2 separate regions of the Mus musculus genome follow, and region 2 is linked to region 1. Evidence: chromatin contacts called from public HiCAR-type data. All regions are on one chromosome and are shown on one strand. The core of a region is the stretch at or near the end of the contact, and the rest is flanking DNA. Distances in the headings are between cores, read along the strand shown.

Region 1 (5,187 bases), core at 2,576-5,075:
TCCAGACTCTCGCCTCCTATTGGGTCTTTTCTTGATATATTTACATTGCACTTCAGGGAAGGAATGGTGATCAGAATAGGCAGACTCCATAGAATAGTGGGATAACCATCTGGTAGGAGTGAGTAGAGGAAAGAAGAGAGACAAGAGATAAGAAATGCCACAAGATAAATACATGGGTGATCTCTAGAGTACAGCACGGCTGGGTTTTAAGCCCTGTCTCTCCACATACACTCATCCTGAAAATCATTTCATCTAGTTCCTCTTCTAAAATCATTCATACTAGTGACTCCTCACCTCTCTTAGGAAGTCCAGCATTACTCCTGAACTCTACCTTTGGATTTCCAAACATCATTCAGAGCTCACTACCAGTGTCTTCAGCCGAACAGACCTCAAAAACAATTTAGTCAATTCTACCATTTCCACACTAAGACTCTCCATAGATCTCTTCAGTGTTTAGAAAGAATCAAATTTCTGTAGGATGGCATTTAAAATCTTATATTGTCTTCCTTCCCAGTCTGACTTTTGTTTTCCAATTAAGTATGGTCCAGCCATGCTACTTGGCCATATGTGTGTTCACTTGTTGGTTGAGCAAGCCAGGACAGCACGCAACTTTCTCTCCATGAGCTTACAGTCACAACATTATGTGGGCAATCATTTAACAGATCTTTCTCTTGGCTGCTATCTTCTCATCACTCCAAATCAATACATCACATTGACATCTGAGCAGACTTCCCTCAATACACAATCTAAAATGGCCTCCAATTGCCTCTCTCAACAGCTTTTGTGGGACACTAGTGGGTTTGGTTTACAGTATATACTCTTCTGAAGGTATTTGGTCCACTTGTTTATATCTACACTGCCTATACTTAATCCCAACTTTCCCTTGTGGAAAAAAAAAAGATAAATCACAGAGAAGGAACTGTCAATGAGTTGAGGATAGATAGGATTACTTTTGCTTTTATGATGGTCAGCATAATATTTTAGTGCTGGGTTACCACCAGTCAATGAAATAGAGACTCAACAAACAGTAACTGAATAAACTACTTAAGCAAAGGGCAGAATCCTCTATTTCTTCCCATATCCACTGCTGCTCTTTTATATGCCTTGCCTTCACTTGTCAAAATAACGGGAATAATGTCTGTATTGGCTCCTCTGCTGATTTTTTGTGTTCCTTAGTCTATTCTCAACACACCAGGGGGAGTGGACGATTAGAAAGGAAATAAATGTGCCTCCCTCTCCTCAATGTCTTCCACTTAGAATGAAAGCCAGAGCCCTGGTCACTTGCTTCCTCTTTGCTATCTCCCTGACTTCTCCCCCATCAGTCTCCCTTGCTCACCGTTCCCCATCCACACTGACGTTTTCAGTGTTTTGCAGGGATGCCAAATGTCAGGTCTGAGAAGATTTGCCTTTTCTGCTCCTTTATCCACTCCTGCTATCTTCAGCATCACTTCAGCAGAAGGTCTTAATGAATCATACAATATAAACACTCACTGGAAGACTGGAGCTTTGAGAAAACAGTGTGAGACAGGCAAACACCTGCATGGGTCAGAAGCTCACTTGCTGAGCATCAATGTTTATACTTCTTATTTCTGGCTGTGACTTCAGTCTATTCGGGATGGTGACAGGGTCCTGAGAAAAATCCCTTCCAATCAGCAACCTGGCTTGTATTGATTTCATCGGTCATTTAAGGAAAACAAGCTCGCCTAACTCACAGGTTTAACGCTGCCAGCAAATAAAAAAGCAAGAGACCCCAAGCATTTGACTTTGTATAAGGGTCACATGGAAAATAGTGTGTCATTGGGGGAAAAAAAAGAAAGAATGAGAGAAACGGCGAAATAGGAAGTTCTCTAACTCTATTGGCTCAAGGAATACATTTTATGATCTAGATTAACCTTAGAGAAAAAAAAAAAAACGAGCATGTGGATTTGAGGGAACACAAACATCCAGACCACATCATGCTGCTCTTCCATAAAGAAGAACCTTGGGGAAGGATTAGAAATCTAGCGCTTTTTGGTAAGTGTGAGCGTGGAGCAAGAGGATGGAATGAAGACACAAAGGAAGGAAGACACTGATGGAAGAGCACCATCTTGGAGGGCTCACGCTACTCAATGCTTTATAAGGTAATGGCTAAAGACTCTGGCATTGGTGAAAGACAGGATTAGGAGACCATACTGAGGCCGCCACAGGTTAGGAAAAGCAACAAAAGAGTTCAGTGGGGAGAGAGTTAGGTGGCTAAATCTTATGAGTCCGTGTCCCGGACATCATGTGCAAACTGCTCCATGAAATGAGAGGCCTTTCAAGCTACTGTGGTCTCCATGGATCTTAGTTCCAGAAGCCAAGTCTGTTTATCAACTCATACATTCTCTAGATTATGTGCACTGTTATGTCATGAGAAAGAAATATATGAAGATAGATGGCAAATGAAAACAGGTAAGATAAGGTAAGGTAAGGCTCTTTTCTGCCACCCCTATAGACTAAGGAGAACAAGTTTTCAATGGCCATATAAATTCCCCTTTTAATAAGAAGAACATTGGAAAATTGCTTTTAGTCTTACTCTCCTCCCACTCAATATTATTGAGTGTGATTTTGAGATGATTTAATTTTAGTTTTTTTTTTTTTAATAATTTGTGTGGGTGCTTTGCCTGCATGTCTCTGTGCATCATGTGTGTACAGGGTTAAATAGACACCAGAAGCAGGCATTGGATCCCCTTGGAATAGGGGATATAAATGGTAGTAACTTGCTATGTGGGTGCTGGAAATCAAACCCAGATCTTCTGGAAGATCATTCAGTGCTCTTAACCTGTGAGCTATTTCCCCATTCCTTATTGGCATGTTTTAAATAATCTGTGGTACAGTGGCAAATGTTGTTTCTTCCAAGCTACTAGATATTATGATGTTCTTTTAATTACTTTGATGCTTCCTTTTGTATCCTGTTCCCCTTTTCTCTGACATATGAGTTTAATAGCAATCAGAAAGAAACAGCACCACTAATTGTACTGGATTTTTCATTCTCTGTGGAATCCCATCTGCAATATCTTGCAATTTTCAGGTCTTTCTGAGTGTCTGGAGCAATTTATTAATCTCTGCCTTATAATGTCTCTGATCTGTCATTGACTCCCAGTTTCTATTTTCACTATTTTTACATTAATCAAAAGATAATAGAACTCTTTATTTATTTGCTAATGGTCCTAGATGGTTTCTGCCAGTTGGCTGATGAATTGAGCCAGTGGAAAATACTATCCTCTTGGAATCTGGCTAGAGTCCTCAGAAGTCAAACATGCCAAAAAACGTGAGTTCCAGTCAGAGGAGTGGGAATGGTCCCTGATGATAATTGTGCCCAATGTGCCCCAACTTCTTCCAATTGATGGACACTGTCTTCTTCTCTGTGGCTCAGAAGAAAGAAAAATAGTTGCCAAATGTCTTAGGGTTCAAGCAACAGATTCATTAAGTTTCTGAAGCCTTACAGAACATTCTTTCAAACTGACCGCTCCCTCTAAACTCTTTACAGGCCAAGCAAGGACGAGGTTCATTTTCCAAACTCATTAAAAGGAATGCTCAGAAGTTTGAGAAAGTCATCAGGCTCCAAAACTCTTGCCCTTCACTTGGCAGTGATGGTATTTTAAATAAAAGTATGTGTCTCTATAGGTTTGATTGGAATAGCTCTCAACACTGAATGCATTATTATTGTAGAGAAACTACCAGCAATACGCTTGTGGATTCTTTACCAAAACTAAAAAACAAAACAAAACAAGCACCTCTAAGGCTCAAAGGATGTGTGATGGGAGGAGACTGTACTTGGGCTCATATTGTGTAAACCTTCATCAGTCCACTTCATTCCAGATCAGCTCAGCTCAAGCTGTGAAGAATTAATCCTGTCGTCTCCTCAAGACACATTTGCTGGCTGCTAAGTGATGATAATCATGTTCTCTCTCTCTCTCTCTCTCTCTCTCTCTCTCTCTCTCTCTCTCTCTCTCTCTCTGTGTGTGTGTCCCTCTTTCTCTCTCCCCTCCTCTTCCTCCTCCTCCTCCTCCTCCTCCTCCTCCTCTTCCTCCTCCCCTCCCCCATCTCTCATAAAGCACGTAGCAGTACACTGGAATTAAACATGGAATCCAATCAACATCATTGTTTTCTTTTTCAATATTGATGATTTTATTTTTTTATGTAAGGAAACTCACCGTCTCGCACTGGACTTGAGCTGTCAGTGCCCTTTGAATATTTCAGTTTCCACTACAGAAATGAAGACAAATGCTCTGGTGAACATATTTTTCCTTCTGGTGCTAGCAAAATTTTATCCAGGCAGCCATGAGCTGACACGATGTTTTGAAAACAACATACAGGGGCTCAAGGATTCTTGACATTTAATTCTCTCTTAGTCAAAGGGCATATTTCATAATAAGTAAAACACACGTACTTAGTGTTGAGTTCATCAATTCATGGACTCTACCACTTACATCCTGAGGAAGGATGGGAGCACACATGGACTTGCAGTTGCATTTACATCTTCTTTCACTATACACACAACATTTTATTCCCAGTGTAAGACTGAAAGGGCCTCTCTGAGTTAGGAAGAAGAATACAAGTGTAATAAAGCCAACAATGGAGAGAACACTGGAGGCTCTGAAGTAGTTTGGTGACTTTAAAATCAATCAAGTCATCAGTGGGAATTTACTACGTGCCTTGAGCCACGCTCATCTCTGCAGAGGAAGGCACACAATCCTTTGGCTGTGAGGGAAGTAAGCAGGAAGCATGACACACATTATAAATAGGGGAGTCAAAGAGTCAGAGACCTGTGCACCCAGACTGCATTGTCTTCACCCAGCTTGCTTTTCTTGAATTAGACCTGGACTGGTGCCATTGATCTGCTTTGAGAGATTTTTCTAAGCATCAACTTGAATGAAATTCACTCAAGTGTGTAGTATTGGGGAGTTGTTGAAAACAACAAAAACAACAACAATAACAACATTAACTATTTCTTAATAAGGAAATAGTCTAAATACCAAAAGGATAATTAACAAAGAAATGTGAGATATAGGGGTACAGATGAAGTACCAAAGGATGAGAGAAAATTGGCAATCTCAAAGAACTCTCCCCAGATAATTAAGATTTACTCGTTGTGCTGAAAGAATAGGTAAGCTGTCAATTCAAAGATTGAGTAGAGAAGCCAAGTCATTGGTGACCAGGGACAGC
Region 2 (5,184 bases), core at 1,040-3,539, 410 kb before region 1:
GGGTATGTCAGCCTCACATCATTGTCTCTGGTTGCTCTACTCCTGGATGTACCTCAGCTTTTCTAGGGTTGCTCTCTGGTCCTATGGAAGGTTTTGCCACTCTAGGACACAGCCTGTAGATTATAGGACACAGCATACAGTTGGGGGTGTTACCAATACCAGCACCCCACTGCCTGCTACTAGCACTTCGGCTTTCTCTTGTGGATAGATGCCTGGCCTGCATGTCTCAGTCCCCTTAAGATTGAGGACATGGGATGAATCCCCAGGTTGGGCAGTCTCTAGATGGCCCTTCCTTCAGTCTCTGCTCCACACTTTGTCTCTGTAACTCCTTCCATGGGTATTTTGTTCCCCCTTCTAAGAAGGACAGAAGTATCCACACTTTGATCTTCCTTCTCCTTGAATTTCATGTGTTTTGCGAATTGTTTCCCGAGCTTCTGGGCTAATATCCACTTATCACTGAGTTCGTATCATGTGTGTTCTTTTGTGATTAGGTTACCTCACTCAGGATGATATCCTCCAGATCCATCCATTTGCCTAAGATTTTCATAAATCCATCATTTTTAATAGCTGAGTAGTACTCCATTATGTAAATGTACACATTTTCTGTATCCATTCCTCTGTTGAGGGAGATCTGGGTTCTTTCCAGCTTCTGGCTATTATAAATAAGGCTGCTATGAGCATAGTAGAACATGTGTCCTTATTACCTGTTGGAGCATCTTCTGGGTTTATGCCCAGGAGTGGTATTGTTTGGTCCTCTGGTACTCAGACACTATTGTGGAGGCCAACAAGAGCTTGCTGACAGGTGACTGATATAACTGTTCCCTGAGAGGCTCTGCCAGTGCCTGACAAATACAGAAGGAGATGCTCACAGCCATCCATTGGACTGAGAACAGGGTCCCCAATGAAGGAGCTAGAGAAAGGACCCAAGAAGTTGAAGGGGTTTATAGCTTCATAAGAGGAACAACAATTTGAACTAATCAGTACCCCCAGAGCTCCCTGGGACTAAACCACCAACCAAAGAGTACACATGGTAGGACTCATGGCTCCAGCTGCATATGTAGCAGAGGATGGCCTACTCGGTCATCAATGCTAGGAGAGCCTCTTGGTTCTGTGAAGGCTCTATGCCCCAGTATAGGGGAATGCCAGGGCCAGGAAGTGGGAATGGGTGGGTTGGTGAGCAGGGGGAGGGAAGAGGGGATAAGGGGGGATTTTGGAGGGAGACCAGGAAGGGGGACAACATTTGAAATGTAAATAAAGAAAATATCTAATAAAAAAGATTGAAAAGGACAATACAAGTAGATTTGGCCAATGGATTTTGAGCAAAATGACATGTGTCACTCTTAAAAGTTGTATTATTTTATGTCAGCGAGAGACCCTGCAGAGCTGTCCCTTCTCTCTTGAGAATATGTAAAATGGGGATTTGACTCTTATAAACAGAGCCATTCTATCAACAGATGATAAGAAATAAGAATTGCTTGGTTACTATGGTTTTAGAGTTGTTATTACAGTGAAATTTAGCCAATTTGGGCAATTTATCTTAATGTGTCTGCTTCCTTCTCCTTATATTGTTTGAGGTAAAATACAGACTTGAGAGCATTTAAGAGCTGAGTTCTTGGCTTTTTTTTTTTTTTTTTAGAATATTCCTGGGAATTCCTTGTCCAGTTCATGGTCTCATGGGCATCATTAGTATAGCCCCAAACCTACATGCATGTTAAGACAAAATATGTTCAACCTCTTGAGCCTATGTCAGCAGGTGTGCCAACATTGCTTGTAAGCCTCCAACGAGTCCAAATATGTGACTCAGAAGCAAGGGTTAACTCGCTCACAAGAAAAGGCTTTCTGCATGCTTTGTTTCCATCTTCTTCTAGAACATGGCCTCAATGGCTGACCTACTGACTCCCCCTTCCCTGGCAAGCCGTGCACTAGCGGACTGCCCACCAACCAGGCAATTGAGTTGTTGCGGCCTGGCCATCCTGTCAGGGTGCTCTGGGCTTTGGAGCAGAGCACTGTGATCAGCAGACTTTTAGCACAAGGCTTCGTTTATTCAGAGCCCACTGTTGGCAGTGCAGTGAACTGCTCTTTTGTGAGACTTAGGGGGTCACAATTGGTTTTCTGTTCCCTGATGGACATAATAAAGAGGCAGGGTGGCCTCTTTCCCCTTGTCCAGGACAAGGAGTTGGGAGCTCTGCCTTCTGCCTTCAGCTCCCCCACTAAGGGACTTTCCCCAGCCACCTTGCCAAGCCTCTGTGACTCAGCCACTTTCTTTGGGAATTGAGGATGATCTGATTTATTCAAGAGCTGTGAGGCATGCTTGAAAAGGCCGTTGAAAACTGCAGCTTGTGTAGAATGGCTGGCCATCTTCTATGGTTTGGAAACTGGCACAGAGGTTGGGGAATTTCCCTTTCTTGTGTGGAGGTCTGTGGTTTTCTGTGCAGAAAAGTAGGGCTGGCCTGGTGTAACATTCCCCTGATCCCTCCTACTTCCTCTTGGGACCTGTGCCCTGTGATCAGAGCCTGTGCCCTTTGTCAGAAGGCTGTCAGAAGCCATATGCCCCACCATGCTAAGCTGCTGCTTCTCCTAGCTTTCAGAAAAAGTCACTTCTAATTTTAAGAATTAGAGCAATGTTTTAGACAGAAGGAAACGCAGTATGTGAAACGTTACACAGAGAAACAGTTACCCTTGAACACAACAGAGGACATAGAAGCACAAACAAGCCAGTTCCCACACAGAACTTTAAAGGATCAGCTCTAATGGGCTAGAGGGACACACAGCCACTAACTGCTTGGTTGTTGTCTTTCTAGCAGGGATCTGCCACAGTAGAACTAAAGCTACATAGTTGCTCTAAGGAATAGAGTTGATAACTAAAGAAAGGAAGGAAAACAGAAAGAACCTCTTAATAGTCTGTAATAGTGAGACAATCACCCAACTAATGACCTGTAATATTCAAGTAAATTCTGGCTTCTCATTAACCGGGGGTTGCATCTGCTGTGCAGTCTCAGTTAAAGAGAAAACAAAGTCTTTAGCTGAATAAGCAGGAAGTTATTACCTTCCATAGGTACCCTGGAGTCCAACGATAAATAAAATTACTACTATATAAAATTATTGGAATGTTACATTAAGTAAATGGAAAGTAATGTTGCATATGATATATTTACTGAAGATATTTTGTACATAGCAAAAAAAACTTTATAAAAGCTATTTAGATATTTTAAAATGTGCCCAGAGTGAGGCACAGTGAAATTCATGATAATATTTGAAACCCATAGGGTTTTATAATATAATTTACAATTAGAAAGGAAACAAGACAAGTCATAATAAGGTCCCAGTGTGTGTCTATGGGTAGAGGCATAGCACTCTGCTTTCTTTTCTTCCCATCAGCAGGCACAGCGACCTGTATGTAGCAAGTGTTGAACTTTCATCAGTGGTGGTTTAGTTGAGTTATATCCAATCCATCAGGAACAGGCTTTCTGCCAATGAATCTATGTAGATGTAATGACTAGGAAATATACAATCATTTCTGTCCTTGGCTTTACACCCCATGGCCTGATCCAGCTTCTTTTCATATATATATCTACAGGTTTCTTAATGGAATGCAATGTAGGAATTAAGAATAACATATCTGGAAAGAGGGGACTGGATGGTTTTGGTGAGAGATTCCTTTATTTGACATTCTTAATATACTGTGTAGACAGTTGGATAGCTATCTCTCAGTAGAAGTCTTCTCCTGGAAAAGAGTAATGAAGGGAGAATGGTTTTACCTGAATACAATTAGCTTCATGATATTGGAGACAGAGGGCCACATGGAAAGAAATGCTTTGCACTTTACAGAGAAGGTATAATATTTGGGGAACATGAAGATGGGGATTCAGGGAGAGAGAGAGAGAAGGAGAGAGATAATGGATAAATGGACTTTTTACTGAGAGGACCACAACCTCACCCCAAGCACCCCAGAATGTTCAGTCATGATGATGAGTGACTGAGGCCTCAGAGAAAGTTCACTCAGCAACCCAGCCCTTAACTTGGCTTGTCTCCCTGGGTAAAGTTGGGTCCATCTGGCTAGCACAGAGGATTCTCTTTGTGAAAGAGGAGTTTGTTTGTCTATGGTCTGGTTGTGTGTGGCACACCACAGCCCCTTCTGGCTTTTCATGAAGTAAATAAGAAGCACAGAGAGTTGTTGGGATGTCCTATGTCATTGGAGGGAGGGAATAGAACTTCCACTGGAAGTTGACAAGGACTGGGCTAAGCTGCCACATCCCTGAGTTTTAGCAACATGAAATAACTTCTGCTATGACAACAACAGAAAATGTGACTCTTCCAGTGTAGAGGCTAAGACCCGCTCCCTGAATGGACTGGACTGGGACTTAGACAACAACTTCCTTTTCTTCTTCTTCTTCTTCTTCTTCTTCTTCTTCTTCTTCTTCTTCTTCTTCTTCTTCTTCTTCTTCTTCTTCTTCTTCTTCTCCTCCTCCTCCTCCTCCTCCTCCTCTTCCTCCTCCTCCTCCTCCTCCTCCTCCTCTTCCTCCTCTTCCTCTTCCTCCTCCTCTTCCTTTTCCTCCTCTTCTTCTTTTCTTTCTTTCTTTTTTGAGACAGTGATTGTCTGTGTGTAGACCTGGCTGTTCTGGAACTCATTCTGAAGACCAGTCTAGCCTCAGACTCAAAAGATCCAACTGTGTCTGCATCCCAAGTTCTATAATTATCCATGCATTTGTTGAAATTCATAATCCAAATGAAATTTTGTGACAAGGTAAAAGAGGCAACTCAGAAGGCAGAATAATAAAGGAAAGAGAACTTAGCATTTAAAGGTTCCTTAGTAGTGATTTTATTAGTGGTGACACATGCTGTAAAGTGGTAGAGGTGGGGCATCTGCTTTTAAGTGTTCAGCTTTTAGCAGCAGGAATAATAGTTCCTAAAATATTAGATCCACACTGTTACATGTCACGGCACTGGGAGAGTGAGTAGTAAGTGGTTGTTGGAAATTCTAAGCCATAAAATGTCATGTTACACATGTGGAAAATCTATTCTCTCAATCACTGATAAATATTTGTTACATACATAAGTAAGTTTCAAATGGTCTTTGGTTAAGGCACAGGCTAGTGTGTTTATCTTCATGTTATGCATTTTTCAATGCTGAGGATAGATTCAATCAATGAATTTTCCACTTAGAACATCTGGTATTTTTTTCCA

The links. HiCAR-type assays count read pairs that join an accessible place to other places.
Region 2: a HiCAR-type map of fibro-adipogenic progenitors shows a contact between it and region 1, with 3 times the contacts expected there. The contact joins two enhancer-like sites. A contact is called at or near these places in 1 of 15 datasets of contacts at CTCF or cohesin (the NIH/3T3 cell line), 2 of 484 Hi-C or Micro-C datasets (embryonic fibroblasts and nephron progenitors) and 1 of 115 datasets of contacts at active chromatin or transcription factors (fibro-adipogenic progenitors).

What each region holds. Positions count from the first base shown.
Region 1 is chr13:102,166,964-102,172,150 of GRCm38.p6, reverse strand. No RefSeq gene overlaps it. Among named protein-coding and RNA genes, the nearest start is that of Gm41044, 160 kb to the right of the region's middle. Within about 2 kb of position 3,825, at least 7 of the 459 cell types and tissues checked have an H3K27ac peak or open chromatin away from gene starts, as enhancers often do. A contact at or near this core is called in fibro-adipogenic progenitors, where this site is marked.
Region 2 is chr13:102,570,631-102,575,814 of GRCm38.p6, reverse strand. All of the region lies in intron 1 of Gm29927 (a long non-coding RNA gene), which reads left to right. Among named protein-coding and RNA genes, the nearest start is that of Gm29927, 19 kb to the left of the region's middle. Within about 2 kb of position 2,289, at least 145 of the 459 cell types and tissues checked have an H3K27ac peak or open chromatin away from gene starts, as enhancers often do. A contact at or near this core is called in fibro-adipogenic progenitors, where this site is marked.